3 separate regions of the Mus musculus genome follow, and regions 1 and 2 are each linked to region 3. The links are chromatin contacts, called in public HiChIP or PLAC-seq maps. All regions are on one chromosome and are shown on one strand. The core of a region is the stretch at or near the end of the contact, and the rest is flanking DNA. Distances in the headings are between cores, read along the strand shown.

Region 1 (3,961 bases), core at 1,406-3,905, 210 kb after region 3:
GGGCAGGAAGATGAGAGATAGTAATGTGTGACTATGATCAACATATACTATATGCATGTAAACAGTTCTAAAGATTTACTTATTTTTTATTTATATAAGTACACTGCAGTTGTCTTCAGACACACACCAGAAGAGACGTCAGATCCCATTACACATGGTTGTGAGTCACAATGTGGTTGCTGGGAATTGAACTCAGGACCTCTGGAAGAGCAATCTTAACCACTGAGCCATCTCTCCAGCCCATGTAAACAGTTCTAAAACAATATTTAACACAAGTATGTTATCAGGTCTGATTTTCCCATTCCAACTAGCTATATACAGTGCTTCTGCGAATGTATGTATACTACTCTCTGGCTCCTGAGCACGAAAAGTCAAGGACTAATGAGTTAAAATAACTTCCCCTTAGACACAAGACCAAGATGAGCAGTGAAGCTGAGGGCTTTGGCTTTGGCTTCCTTGGGGAAGTTGAGAAATTTCCTTAGTCTTGGACACACAGATTGTTCAAGTTAGACAGAACCTCCGAGATCTATATATCCAATTGTCTTTTCGTAGAGATAGGTGGCTTGCGATAACTTTCTTCTTCCTCTTTGCCCAAGCCATTTCGCAACCACAGTCCTATTAACGGTGATCAAAAATGAGCTGTTGTGTTTGTGTTTGTAGGTGACACAGCCCCTGGCCCGGGTCTGTTCAGATCTAGCCAGATTTTCTTTAGAACCTTGGAATGCAAATCTTGGGACTGACAGTGATTCTGCTCTCTGGCTTCAGGGTGACTGAATTTAGAGAGAGCAGGAGATCAAAGCTGAAGGGTGTGGTGAATGCTAATGTAGATGAACAGATGATGGTTTTTGACCAAGCATCTCACCAGAGGCAGAAAGAGAAGGCTGTAATTTGAATGGATGGTGAAGTCTTTTGTGGTTTCTGACGTCATTGGAAATCCAAGAAAGGACTTATTTTTATGCAATTTGGCCCATTTTGTTTTCTTAAGCCTTGATTGCACAAAGCTCAAGGGTTCTTTTGACCTTAAAAAGTGCTTATTTCAGTTAAAGTGCTGATTAGGGTCATGTCTTCCCTTTTCCACACCCCCCCCCCCCCTGCGGAATTTCATTTCGATTCTCTGCACAGTCCTTTCTGCTGCTCCTGACTTCTTTCTATCCAGGCAATTAGTAGCATTTGAACCTAGCTCTACACTAGCTACAACATCAATGTTGCATTCTCAGAGAGGTCAGGGCAGCGGCAAGAATCTTTCTTTCTCCTCTTTACTATTGGAGGCAGACCTTCACCTACCACTAGATAGTTCAAGCTATCCTGAGGCTCACAGCCATTCTGTCTCAGCTTTGCAAATGTTTCAGCTCTACCACACCTGGCAGGGAAAAACTATTGTGTATTCTTTTTGCTTTTAAGGTGTGTGTGTGTGTGTGTGTGTGTGTGTGTGTGTGTGTGTGTGTGTGTGTAATCCAGTTACCACAGAAAACATCAGAATTTTTCCTATAAAATAAAGTATCTTTTCCTATAAAAGACAAAAGTATCATTAAAGTTTCTTCCATATGAAGACTTTATCTACTTAAAAGAAAAATACATAAAACAGCAAAACAAAACCTAACAAAACAAAACAAAACAAGACTCACAGTGGATAGTTTGGCCTATTTTTGTATCCTATTCCTAGCATATTGTTTACTAAATGTGGCCCAGGAAAAATATTAAACTCCAATTAATTTCACACTTTCTTTCTTTCTTAAGCTATATTTTGATTTTTGTGATTGCATATACATGTGTCTGTCTGTGTGGGTGATGCACGCACATCAATGCAGCTGCCTTCAGAGGTCAGAGGATCGTGCTTGGTCCAATGGAGCTCAAATTAATTACAGGCCATGTGAGCTGTAGAGATAGGTGGCTTGCGATAACTTTCTTCTTCCTCTTTCTCCAAGCCATTTTGCAACCATAGTCCTATTAACAGTGGTCAAAAATGAGCTGTTGTGTTTGCGTTTGTAGGTGACACAGCTCCTGGCCGGAGTTTGTTCAGATTTAGTCAGATTGGTACCTTGGGTGGTAATTTGAACTCTAGTCCTCTGTGAGAACAGCAAGCCCTCTTAACATTTAGCCCATCTCTCCAGCCTCTCTCTCTCTCTCTCTCTCTCTCTCTCTCTCTCTCTCTCTCTCTCTCTCTCTCTCTCTCTCTCTCTCTCCCTGCTTTCCTTTCTTTTTTCAATATGTTTGTTCATATTTATTTGTTTATAAGTGTGTGCATGTGTGTGTGTGTGTGTGTGTGTGTGTGTGTGTGTGTGTGTGGTGGTGTATGCTCTAGCTCCATGATGTACCTGTGGAAGTAGGAGACAAGCTGCAGGAGGTGTTTCTTCACAGTGTGGGTCCTGGGGATCACCCTCAAATTATCCAGCTTGAATGCAAGGACACTCCCCCCTCGGTCCATCTCACTGCCCACCCCACCACTCCTTTTGGTGACAGAGTCTTACGGAGCTCAGGCTGACTTTGAACGCTCCGTGTAGCTATGTATGACTTTGAAATTCTGATCCTCTTTTCTCTTCCTCCTAAGTGTTGCGATGACAGGCGTGAACTACCACGTATAATTTTACATGGCTCTGGAGAGGAACCCCAGGATTTCCTGCACACCGTCCACCAACTGAGCTACACTCCCCTACCCGAATCCACATCCGGATCTATCAACTAGTGATAAGAGTTCCGGCTTCCCAGGCTGTGGAGAGAACTAGAAAGGACCATGCTTTTTAATGAATTAGATAGGACTGTGCTTCTCAATGGCTGGCACAGGCAGATTCTCAAATGCTCGTTGCTCTTTTAGCAAGGGTTTATCGGGGATTTACTATTCTGCACACAGTCATGAAGAAAACAGGCTAGACCCTTGCCACAGCCATTTCCTTGTCTCCTCCTCTCCTTTCCCCAGATGAGCTCTCCTAAAGCCAGACCACATAGGAAGACTATTCTGGTCTTTCAAAGAACTCATTCCTTTGGAAGTTCTGCCAGTCAACAATGACGTTTTGTGCTTAGACTGTCTTTTTTTTTTTTTTTTTTTCATGAAACCCAAAAGTGAATGAGTGCTGGGGACTGTAGCTTTTATCTATGTTACAATTAGGAGGTGCAAAAATATGCATGTTATTTAGTCTAAAGAATTCTGGATTCCCTCCCAAGCCCTTCCTTCCCGTGGAGGGGTGGAGGGAAATGCTATGATGTAAACAGCCGAGAAGAGCCCATTCTTTGTGAGGGTGTAGACCTGTAATCCCAGAGCCCTGGAAACTAAGTTGGGAGGCATTGTGGGTTCTGGGTTAGCTTAGGTTCCATATAAAAACGTGCCAAAAAAATAAACAACAAAATCCCAACATAAAATACAATCCAGCTGACAGATATTGGTCAGTGACTGAAGCCATGATTAGCATGCATAAGGCCCTGGGTTCAAACTTCATAGGCACACACACACACACACACACACACACACACACACACACACACACACACACACAAAGGCCATCCTCTCCAGGATCTGCTGATGTAATCCTTGGGATAAAATGTTCATCCGCCACCGTCTTCCTCTAAGCGCCTAGAGCATGGGGGAGGGATTGTGGTTTATGTAAGGCCCTGGTAGAAGGGAGAAGTTGAGTCCTTAGGCTCTTGCCTGCCTGCCCCTGCTGTCTGCCCCTGTCTACTTGTTGCTACTTGCCCTGTAGGTGTTTGTGGTTTTCTGTTGTGTGGGTGTGATTTGGGGTTCTCTAGTTGGGTTTGGTCAAAATTCAGCAGTTGGGCCCTGACAGACATGGCCTTCTTTCTGTCTGCTCTGGGCTGGAGATATAGGAAGTCTGTCTGGTGTCCGCTGCAGTCCAGTCACCTCAGACTTCGCTAATTAGTGCTTTTGAGGATCCCTCTTTTGTGCATCTTCTGATGTTTAGTTTTTGTGTTAAGCAAGCAGAGTTTTTTGAGTGGTAAAGAGACGGTTCGC
Region 2 (4,266 bases), core at 180-2,679, 190 kb after region 3:
ACTCCATTGCTTCATGGGACAGTGGCCATCACATCTTGGGACAACAAAGTGCACAGTTCCCCTTTAAAGACCTCATAAATTGTTAGTGGGAGAAGGGGAAGCTAACTCCTTGCCTCTGCAGCACTGCGATAGACAGAAGTTATCTCCTCTTTCAAATGAAACCAGTCTCAAACTCTGTCTTTTCTGGAGGAGACTGGACGGCTGTTATCTTGGTTTCCATATTGTTTTGCAAGATCTGTAGTTTGTGGGTAGGTAAGGTAGGAAACTGTCAATGAGTGCTTCTAGGCAAATATGAATTAACAGCTACTTTTTTTTTTTTTTTGCAAGCTCATAAAATCCCAGAAGGTAGGGGTCTGTTGTTTGTTTCTTCTGTCTCTCTTGAGTCATTCAGGTACAGGGTGTGTCTGTTAATTGAAACTGCACAGCAGAGGAAGTTTTGTGATCACATCTGCTCAGGGTGGGAAGGCAGTGAGAACAGGGGACTTGGGTGGAACCACTTTTTAACAGAAGGACAGACAGACAAGGCATAAAGGCCTCCATCTGCTACTCAGACAAATCTGACCAAGGCCTCTTCAGCCTCAATCTAGCATTATCTAACAGTAGAAAAATGTGGACAAGGTGCAATTCCTTAGATTTGGGGATCTCTTAGTTATCTCTACGTAGACAGGGAGAGAAGAGGGGTCCAGCTTTAGGCAGGGGGCTGTAGGCACTGGCCAGTGAAAGGACAGGCAACCTCTTTCCCCTGTGGACATTCCTGAACTGCTGCTGGATTGTTTAAATCTCTGAGGCCAGGGCAGCAGCCCACCTCCTCAAAGGCCTCTGAGCTTCCCAGAATCTGGGGCACACCGCCTGGCTTTGCGGTCAGCTGAGAGAGGGGAACCCCCGGTCCAACATCAAGCACAGCACTGGCCCACTTCACCGTGCACCCGGGGAAAGCCACTTTCTGCCCACCAGACCGCAAGTTTCAAGGCTTCACCAGGATCGGAGTGGAGGGGGTGGAGGAAGAGGAGGTGGAGGACAGAAGCTTTTCAGTACTTCGGGGCTGCTCTCCTCCGACCTTCTCAGGATCCCCTCTCTGCGGCGTGGCTGCGGCTCTCCGGGCAGTGGCTCGGGTTTCCCCTGACCGCGTGGAAGTGGCCCCCAGGGCACCGGACCACTCGGGCTACACGGATCCTCAGGGCTGTGGGGTCTGGGACCAGAAAGCTCCTCTACCAAGTGCAGGCTTGTCCTCTGTCCTCTAAGATTTTTAACGAAGAAAAGTTTTCCCAGGGATCCCCATGCCTAGTTTCAGAGTCCGTCCCGCGCTGGGGACTGCGGGAAGCTGTGTGAATTAGAATTTAGGAGCTGCCAGGCTCCGCCCCTTCTCTTCCCTTCTCTCTGCTGGTTGGGGCGGAGGGGCTCCTATTCATTTGGTTTTATTTTAGTCACTCTGCCCCAGATCTTTCTGGGAGGCTGCTTCTTAGCAGCCCAGACCCTGAGGGGCCCCCTGCCGCTGGCAGAGGGCGGAGGAGTTAAAAGCATTAACCCCTCCCAGTCCCTTCCTAGAGGAGCCACCCAGCCTCGGCGGGGCGCTCAGAGACTTCGTCTTGCAAAAGTGGTGCGGGCAGCGCAGGCAGGGCTGGCCATTGGAGTGCACCGCTGAGGAGGGAGGGGACCCCAGCTCAGGGAACTTTGCGAGTGAGCTGGTCGCCGTCAGTCGCCGACAGCAGCAAGATGCGGATCGCGCGGTGTAGACCCAGAGTCCTGCGGACGCAGCTTCGTCCGGCTTGAGCGAGGTAGGGGGTTGTGAGCCTCGCAGGCTCCGGCTATGGGGCGTCCAGGTGTCAAGAACGAACCTTTAAACACAAACGAAACAAACAAAAACTTTGAGAAAAAACAAAGCAAAACGAACCCGGGCATCACCAAGATGCTATGGAGTCCTTCTTGACTGACTTCTTCTTGGGGCACGGAGTTTATGAAGTTAGAAAAAAAAAAAGATTAATTTCCAAATTATAGAAACGACTGGGGGAGGGCATGCTAGAGAAGCTGTGATTCATTAGAACGGAGAAAAGGGAAGACGCTTATTATTATTATTTTTTTTTTTTTGAAATCCTGTAGACAAAATTATCAGGCACCACGCCAATAATTTCCATTGCCTGAGAATGGACTGTAGCGATAAGAGTGGAGAAATGTTGAGTTTCGTAAGCTTTTGTCACAGAAATGACTACAATGTCTCTAGGGTCCCCTCCCCCCTCATTTGTTATAGAGTTGATCAATTACTGTGCAGACTTTAGAGTACTTATTTAGTGCTGTGTGTCCAACTTAAGTAGTGCTGTGTGCCCTTTAGGGATTGCTAGTTCTGTTGAGAGGAGGCAATGTTGGGGGTGTGGGGAGCGGAGGAAGTTAAAAGTGCCCATGCAAACTTAGCAGTATGTGTTTCTGGAAATTAATGTACCTGAAGTTAAAACAAAGTGGCGTGCTTCGTTATCGCTAGCAGGGTGACTTTCGTGTGTGTGTGTGTGCAAGTAAGCGTTGGCTAAAGTTAAAACTTTCTTAAGCAATCAGTTCATGGAGAAACGTCTAGGATTTGCTGCAATCTCTTAGGAGGGGTTCTCCGTGAATACCTTTAAACGTAATAAATGAACTTGTGGGGCGGTTGGGTGAGGCGGAGGAGTAAAGACAGAAGTTTTAAAAAGAAGAATAGGCAGTTGCTTCACGGAGGCGCCAAGCTTTCCTGTTTACTTCAAGGCCTGGCGGCCCACACCACACCTCGCTTTACCCTCTGACCATCGGACCCTCAGCACACCTGCTCCTAGGGAGTTATTAATAGAGCCCAGAAAACGGCTTACTTGTCAAATGACCTCCTACAAAGCTACTTTTTTTTTGGCATGGTAATGAGAAGGTGGGCTGGTCTCTTCGAGGTGTGTGTGTGTGTGTGTGTGTGTGTGTGTGTTGGGGTATGCATGTCTGCCCTGCACCCAGAATGGGCAGTTGGTGCCTTCTGTGAGCAAGCAGTCGATTTTCGCTTGAAGGAATCTCAGGGCTGGACACTGAACGTGGCAATGCCAGTGGAAATGGCGTGGGCTCGAAAACTAGAATGGGTGGCTCTCATTTCCATCTTGGTGGATTTAGTGACCCAAGGGAAGGTTTTGTCTCCTCAGAGTCTGGGTAAATTGTTTTTTCTACCTCTCTTTCTAACTTCATTTCTCTTTTGTTTGTTTATTTTTGTTTTGTTAATAGAAATGACCATTTGAGTTAAAAAAAATCCTCCCTGTGTCCTGTATCCTTAAAACAAATCATCAACAAAGTTGGAGCAATGCCTTGGCTAGAATGAATTATGCTAGTGTGCTGGGCATTTTCCCTGATTCTTTTCTTTGTAACTTGTTTAAGGCTGCTGTTTCTCGGAGGCCTCTCCAGCCAAGGAAAAGCTCCATAAAAGAAAAAAGCATTGGATTGCTCGCTGACCTGGCTTTGCTGTAACTGAAGGCTCACTCAACCTCGCCCTCTAGCGTTTGCCTGGAGAAATACCACCCCAGGCTCCTGGGGACACAATTAGCAGCTATGGTGTCCACTAGCATCCCGGAGGTTAAAGCTCTCCGCAGCTCAGTCTCTGACTATGGGAACTATGATATCATAGTCCGGCATTACAACTACACAGGCAAGTTGAACATCGGGGCGGAGAAGGACCATGGCATTAAACTGACTTCAGTGGTGTTCATTCTCATCTGCTGCTTCATCATCCTAGAGAATATATTTGTCTTGCTAACTATTTGGAAAACCAAGAAGTTCCACCGGCCCATGTACTATTTCATAGGCAACCTAGCCCTCTCGGACCTATTAGCAGGCGTGGCTTACACAGCTAACCTGCTGTTGTCTGGGGCCACCACTTACAAGCTCACACCTGCCCAGTGGTTTCTGCGGGAAGGGAGTATGTTTGTGGCTCTCTCTGCATCAGTCTTCAGCCTCCTTGCCATCGCCATTGAGCGCTACATCACCATGCTGAAGATGAAACTACACAACGGGAGCAACAGCTCGCGCTCCTTTCTGCTGATCAGCGCCTGCTGGGTCATCTCCCTCATCCTGGGGGGCCTGCCCATCATGGGCTGGAACTGCATCAGCTCGCTGTCTAGCTGCTCCACCGTGCTCCCGCTCTACCACAAGCACTATATTCTCTTCTGCACCACCGTCTTCACTCTGCTCCTGCTTTCCATCGTCATCCTCTACTGCAGGATCTACTCCTTGGTCAGGACTCGAAGCCGCCGCCTGACCTTCCGCAAGAACATCTCC
Region 3 (4,255 bases), core at 1,749-4,248:
ATTGAATACCCAAGTGCGTACTGAGTACCCAGTCATGCCTCGAAACACGGCTAGGGCTGAGTATATGATGTAATAATGCTCATGACTAAATGAAGATGTTCTGAACTGCTGTGTCTTGATAAAATCAAACTGCTCTCTTCATTAGCTGAGATCAAAACTACTAAATATGCACAACTACTCTTAGTACAAGTTCAACTAGACATCTTAAAGGGGACTTATCACCTCCCATCAAACTTGAAACACTTATTCCATAAAAGCCTTCAGGAGAAAACTGTATTTTTATATACTTAAGAGGCTCTAACATTTTAAGAAACGTGGAAACAAAACCATGGAAGCAAGGAAGCTAAGTTCTTTATTCAAAGAGAGGGTGAGCAAGCCTTGAATAGAGAATTGGGATGCTAGTCACATCTAACAGAACAGGAGTGTTCTGTGTGAAAGACTGTGAGCTGCCCCATCTCACTTAGGCACTGCCTTTAGGACCCTGATTTATAACTGTGGCTACTCTGCCTCCTGTGGCAAGGGTGCAAACTTCTTCAATGGATGCTGGAACATTATGCAAACAGTTTCACCACTGAGATGCTAGTACCTCAAAGAGCAGAAAGATCAGCTTTCTGCGTTTCACAACCGAAGGTCTTACCAGCAAACTGTAAAAAGCAACTGGAGCAAATCTCAGCAGCAAGAATTTAGGTTGCAGAAGCCTGAACACCAGCTGTCTTACAGCTCTGGCCTGTGTGCTACCACCATTCTTCCCGACAATATTATTGTCTCAGATCTGGCAATGTTACTGCTTAAACCTAAGTTTGGAAACTACAAAAGCAGCTATTTTTTCAGAAATACTAGGGGAAACATAGATCTGTTCTGCTTTCATCTGCAATAACTTAGAGAGAAAGCAGCCAATCTAACTTGATGCTGGATCATGTTTTGCTAAAGAAAAAAGAAAAACAAAATCAGGAAGACAGAACCCTTCATCCATCCAACCAGCCACCGTGTAAGGTACTCACTATTGAGACGGAGGGGGAGGATGCATAAGGAAGATGACTGCCAGGCTGTAACCCGGCCCTGCCGATATGACACGTGGACACTACCTATTCTGAGAGGACATTTGCCACACTCAGAGAAAAAGCCCCCGAAAGAGTCCAGAAAGAGACTGTGAAGTGAAAGTTAAAGAGGAAAAGGGATGAAGGTGCAGGGTGAGCACGGGGAAGAATGAGGATGGACTACGGACAGGGGTCTTAAACAATTACCTAGAAAGACGAGCTGTGCCTGGCCGGCCTCTAATCTGCAGCTCACATTTCTGATAGCTTCCCCAGCACCCAGTCCCATCTACTCCAGCTGCATGAGTCCCAAGGATGCTGACTACTCAAACAGCTCTCCACTGCTTTGCGCCCCTGACACCACTTGTCTGAATGGCTCTGACAGCCTCAAAGTCACCTCACTGCTACCACCAGTGCCATCTACTCACAAGTCCAGACACAGCACTGTTACATTTATGCATCTATTTCGTGTGTATGCACACATGTGCAGACATGCATGTGGCACACAAAGACCACCTGTGCAAGCTGGCTCTCTTTCCACACTGTAGGTTCTGGGCGCTTTTACCTCCTGAGCCATCGTGTACAGTACAAGTACCCAGTACAGGTACTCTGTAAAACTCTACTCTATTAGGATTTAACACTTGTTATCTTGTATTTAAAATATTTTCTGTGGTTTACTGTTTTCTTAAATGTGAGATATATATATATATTATATATATATTAGAAATTGTAATTTGCTTAAAAGAAATCCATTAGGTTCCACATGTTAAATCCGTGAACACGAAGAGAAAGCAAAGTCAGCCCAAACTGCCCACCACAAACCCACAGACTCAAGAACGACTAGTTTTCTTGTCTGTTCAGAGTACTGATCCTGGAGACATTTTGTTGTCATTGCTCTTATCCAGAATGAACTTTATTTCAATGATATTACATTGATTTTTGCTGATACTAAGATGATAAATATGGTTACATATGAGGTACATATGTTGACTATGACATGTCAGAGAAGAACTATAAAAATCTTGATTTCATATATAAGTGGGAATCCATTTGTGGACTAACTATAAAGAATTCTATTTTAAAGCATATTACTTCAAAGACAATAACAGATTTGGAAAGCAGAAGACACATAAGCAGTCTGCCTCAGGAAATACCGGTTTTACATAGGCTGTTTTTATGGTGCTGTGATAAATGCAATGGGGAATGTGAAGGTGAGTAAGCTAAAGATCTGATAGTAACTATGTGACCCCCGACACTGCCCATGGAAGAGGCATCTGTGACCCCAACAATGCCCATGGGAAAGGCATCTGTGACCCCCAACACTGCACGTGGGAGAGGCATCTGTGACCCCTGACACTGCACATGGGAGAGGCATCTGCCGAGCTGTCTGAGCAGAACAGCTCAGTGAGACCCACAATCTAGAAAGAGCGATGACTCGGTGCTCGAAAACAGTGGGTAGAGGAGCAGTGGTGGTACACATGGCATGTCAGCACTTGGGAGACTAAGGTAGAGAGATGGCAAGTTCATAGCCAGCCTCAGCCATATAACCAGGCCATGTCTCAGAAAATTAAACCAAGGGCCAGCAAGCTGGCTCAGAGGGTAAAGCCACCTGCCTCTCTCTAACTGTAATGACCTGACTTTGACCCCTGAGATGCACATGGTGGAAGGACTGAACCTATAATACAAGCTGTCACATGACCTATATGTATTTACTATGACACACATGCACCCCACCACACACACAAATTAAAAGGCAAATTACACTGAAGGAAAATAAAAATAGAAACGAAATCAAAATAAAGTTAAATAAAAATTAAAAAAGAAAGTTAATGGGAATAGAAAATGTTTAATAACTATGCTAATGAGTTGTTAAATACTAAGACAGAGCTTAGGTGAGTTCTGTGGCGACGGCTATGCAGAGCTCTGCTCTCCTCATTACCCAGCTCAGTGTCCCTTTGCGGTGCTGTATTTCCATCCATTACTACATACATGTGTCCTAGCCCACAATGAAGCTACCTGAAGCTGGGAAGCCTAACATTAGGAATGCTACACATCAACAGTAACAAGTATTAGTGTCATGGGATGAAAACAGAAAACAGCCTGTTACTTTTTGAAAGTGATCTACACTTTTCTAGAGTAGACGTGCATTACATAAACAAAGGGACACATGGCAATACTTAGGCAACGGCCAGAGAAAGGGGAAGTTCACAAGAATGAGGAAGTTAGACTACCATCCGCAAGGTCCTGGAGGACAGGTTCATTACTGCATCCCAAGGCGCTTACCCAGCAGGCACTGAGGAGAGATACAGTATTTGCTGAATGGATGTCTAACTTGTAAGCTTCTAAAACAGAAATGCTCACTAAGGATGATACTTGTGGTACAGAACCCTACGACCCTCCACTGCCATCAATAACACTGACCTACAACAATCTCCCGCTGTCCAATAAACTACCAAGATAAGGAGACTACTCAGTAGTCTACTCTATTTCTGAACAGCCCTTGCCAGCTCCTTCAGAAAATAACAAAAACAGACCAGCTTCAGAGGGGCGACAAACCGACAGTGGAAAAGCCTGTGCCTACTCTTGGTTTGGAGTCTGTAGCTGCTCTGCACTGAGGTGAAGATGACAGGAGGCATGTTTGCTAGGTCTTCCACGGCACTCCAAGCAGGCCTTCGTTACAACAACTTGATGCCTGTTTTTGAAATTGTGGCAAAGCATTCAGAGATGTCAGGACACCTCCCAAAAGTGAAACCTACTTCCCTTTGCAATCTTAAGCAAGAGAACACAGGGAAGAGCCCGCTAACATCCTCCACGTGGCAGGTGTAGTTCTGGTAGGCAGCTTCTGCTCTCTCAGTCAATACGTTCACTTTCTAAGTCCTTCACTGGCCTGTGTTGGTGGTTCTCAAGGCGTGTCCTACAGATGCAGCAGCACTTGAGTACTCGCTAAAATGTAAATGCTCTTGGAGCTCGAGATGGCTCTGCAGAGGAGTAGGGCACAGCCGGCTCCGCACAGACGCTATCATTTCACAGACAGATACTATGACATAAGACGGGGACAGAGTCACAGCTGTCTAGAGAAAGACATAGTCAATCATGAAAGCTAAATCTTTTAAAGCAATATATTAAGTGTAAATACAATCTCAGGGGCTTATAAGGAAACGGTCAAATCTCACAGCAAATCCCTTCCCAAACAGACCTCTTCAGTCACCTCTTGATACAAT

Evidence for each region. HiChIP or PLAC-seq counts read pairs in DNA pulled down with a chosen protein or histone mark.
Region 1: a contact with region 3 is called in an H3K27ac HiChIP or PLAC-seq map of the HPC-7 cell line, with 6 times the contacts expected there. The contact joins two enhancer-like sites. A contact is called at or near these places in 1 of 15 datasets of contacts at CTCF or cohesin (large pre-B cells), 2 of 484 Hi-C or Micro-C datasets (the G1E-ER4 cell line and embryonic fibroblasts), 5 of 115 datasets of contacts at active chromatin or transcription factors (the HPC-7 cell line, embryonic stem cells, memory CD8 T cells and 1 more) and 4 of 9 other capture datasets (adipose tissue, embryonic stem cells, liver and 1 more).
Region 2: an H3K27ac HiChIP or PLAC-seq map of the HPC-7 cell line shows a contact between it and region 3, with 8 times the contacts expected there. The contact joins the promoter of S1pr1 here to the enhancer-like site in region 3. A contact is called at or near these places in 4 of 39 promoter capture datasets (the C10 cell line, the HPC-7 cell line, cranial neural crest and 1 more), 1 of 15 datasets of contacts at CTCF or cohesin (large pre-B cells), 21 of 484 Hi-C or Micro-C datasets (B cells, the C10 cell line, the C2C12 cell line and 15 more), 18 of 115 datasets of contacts at active chromatin or transcription factors (the HPC-7 cell line, bone marrow-derived macrophages, craniofacial prominence and 14 more) and 4 of 9 other capture datasets (adipose tissue, embryonic stem cells, liver and 1 more).

The regions. Positions count from the first base shown.
Region 1 is chr3:115,692,290-115,696,250 of GRCm38.p6, reverse strand. No RefSeq gene overlaps it. Among named protein-coding and RNA genes, the nearest start is that of S1pr1, 21 kb to the left of the region's middle. Within about 2 kb of position 2,655, at least 58 of the 459 cell types and tissues checked have an H3K27ac peak or open chromatin away from gene starts, as enhancers often do. A contact at or near this core is called in the HPC-7 cell line, where this site is marked.
Region 2 is chr3:115,712,218-115,716,483 of GRCm38.p6, reverse strand. S1pr1 (sphingosine-1-phosphate receptor 1) reads left to right here and starts at 1,429. Exons shown (of 2, transcript NM_007901.5): 1 at 1,429-1,775; 2 at 3,370-4,266. The coding sequence starts at 3,541.
Region 3 is chr3:115,901,489-115,905,743 of GRCm38.p6, reverse strand. All of the region lies in intron 4 of Dph5 (diphthamide biosynthesis 5), which reads right to left. Among named protein-coding and RNA genes, the nearest start is that of Dph5, 15 kb to the right of the region's middle. Within about 2 kb of position 2,998, at least 82 of the 459 cell types and tissues checked have an H3K27ac peak or open chromatin away from gene starts, as enhancers often do. A contact at or near this core is called in B cells, the G1E-ER4 cell line, the HPC-7 cell line and 2 more, where this site is marked.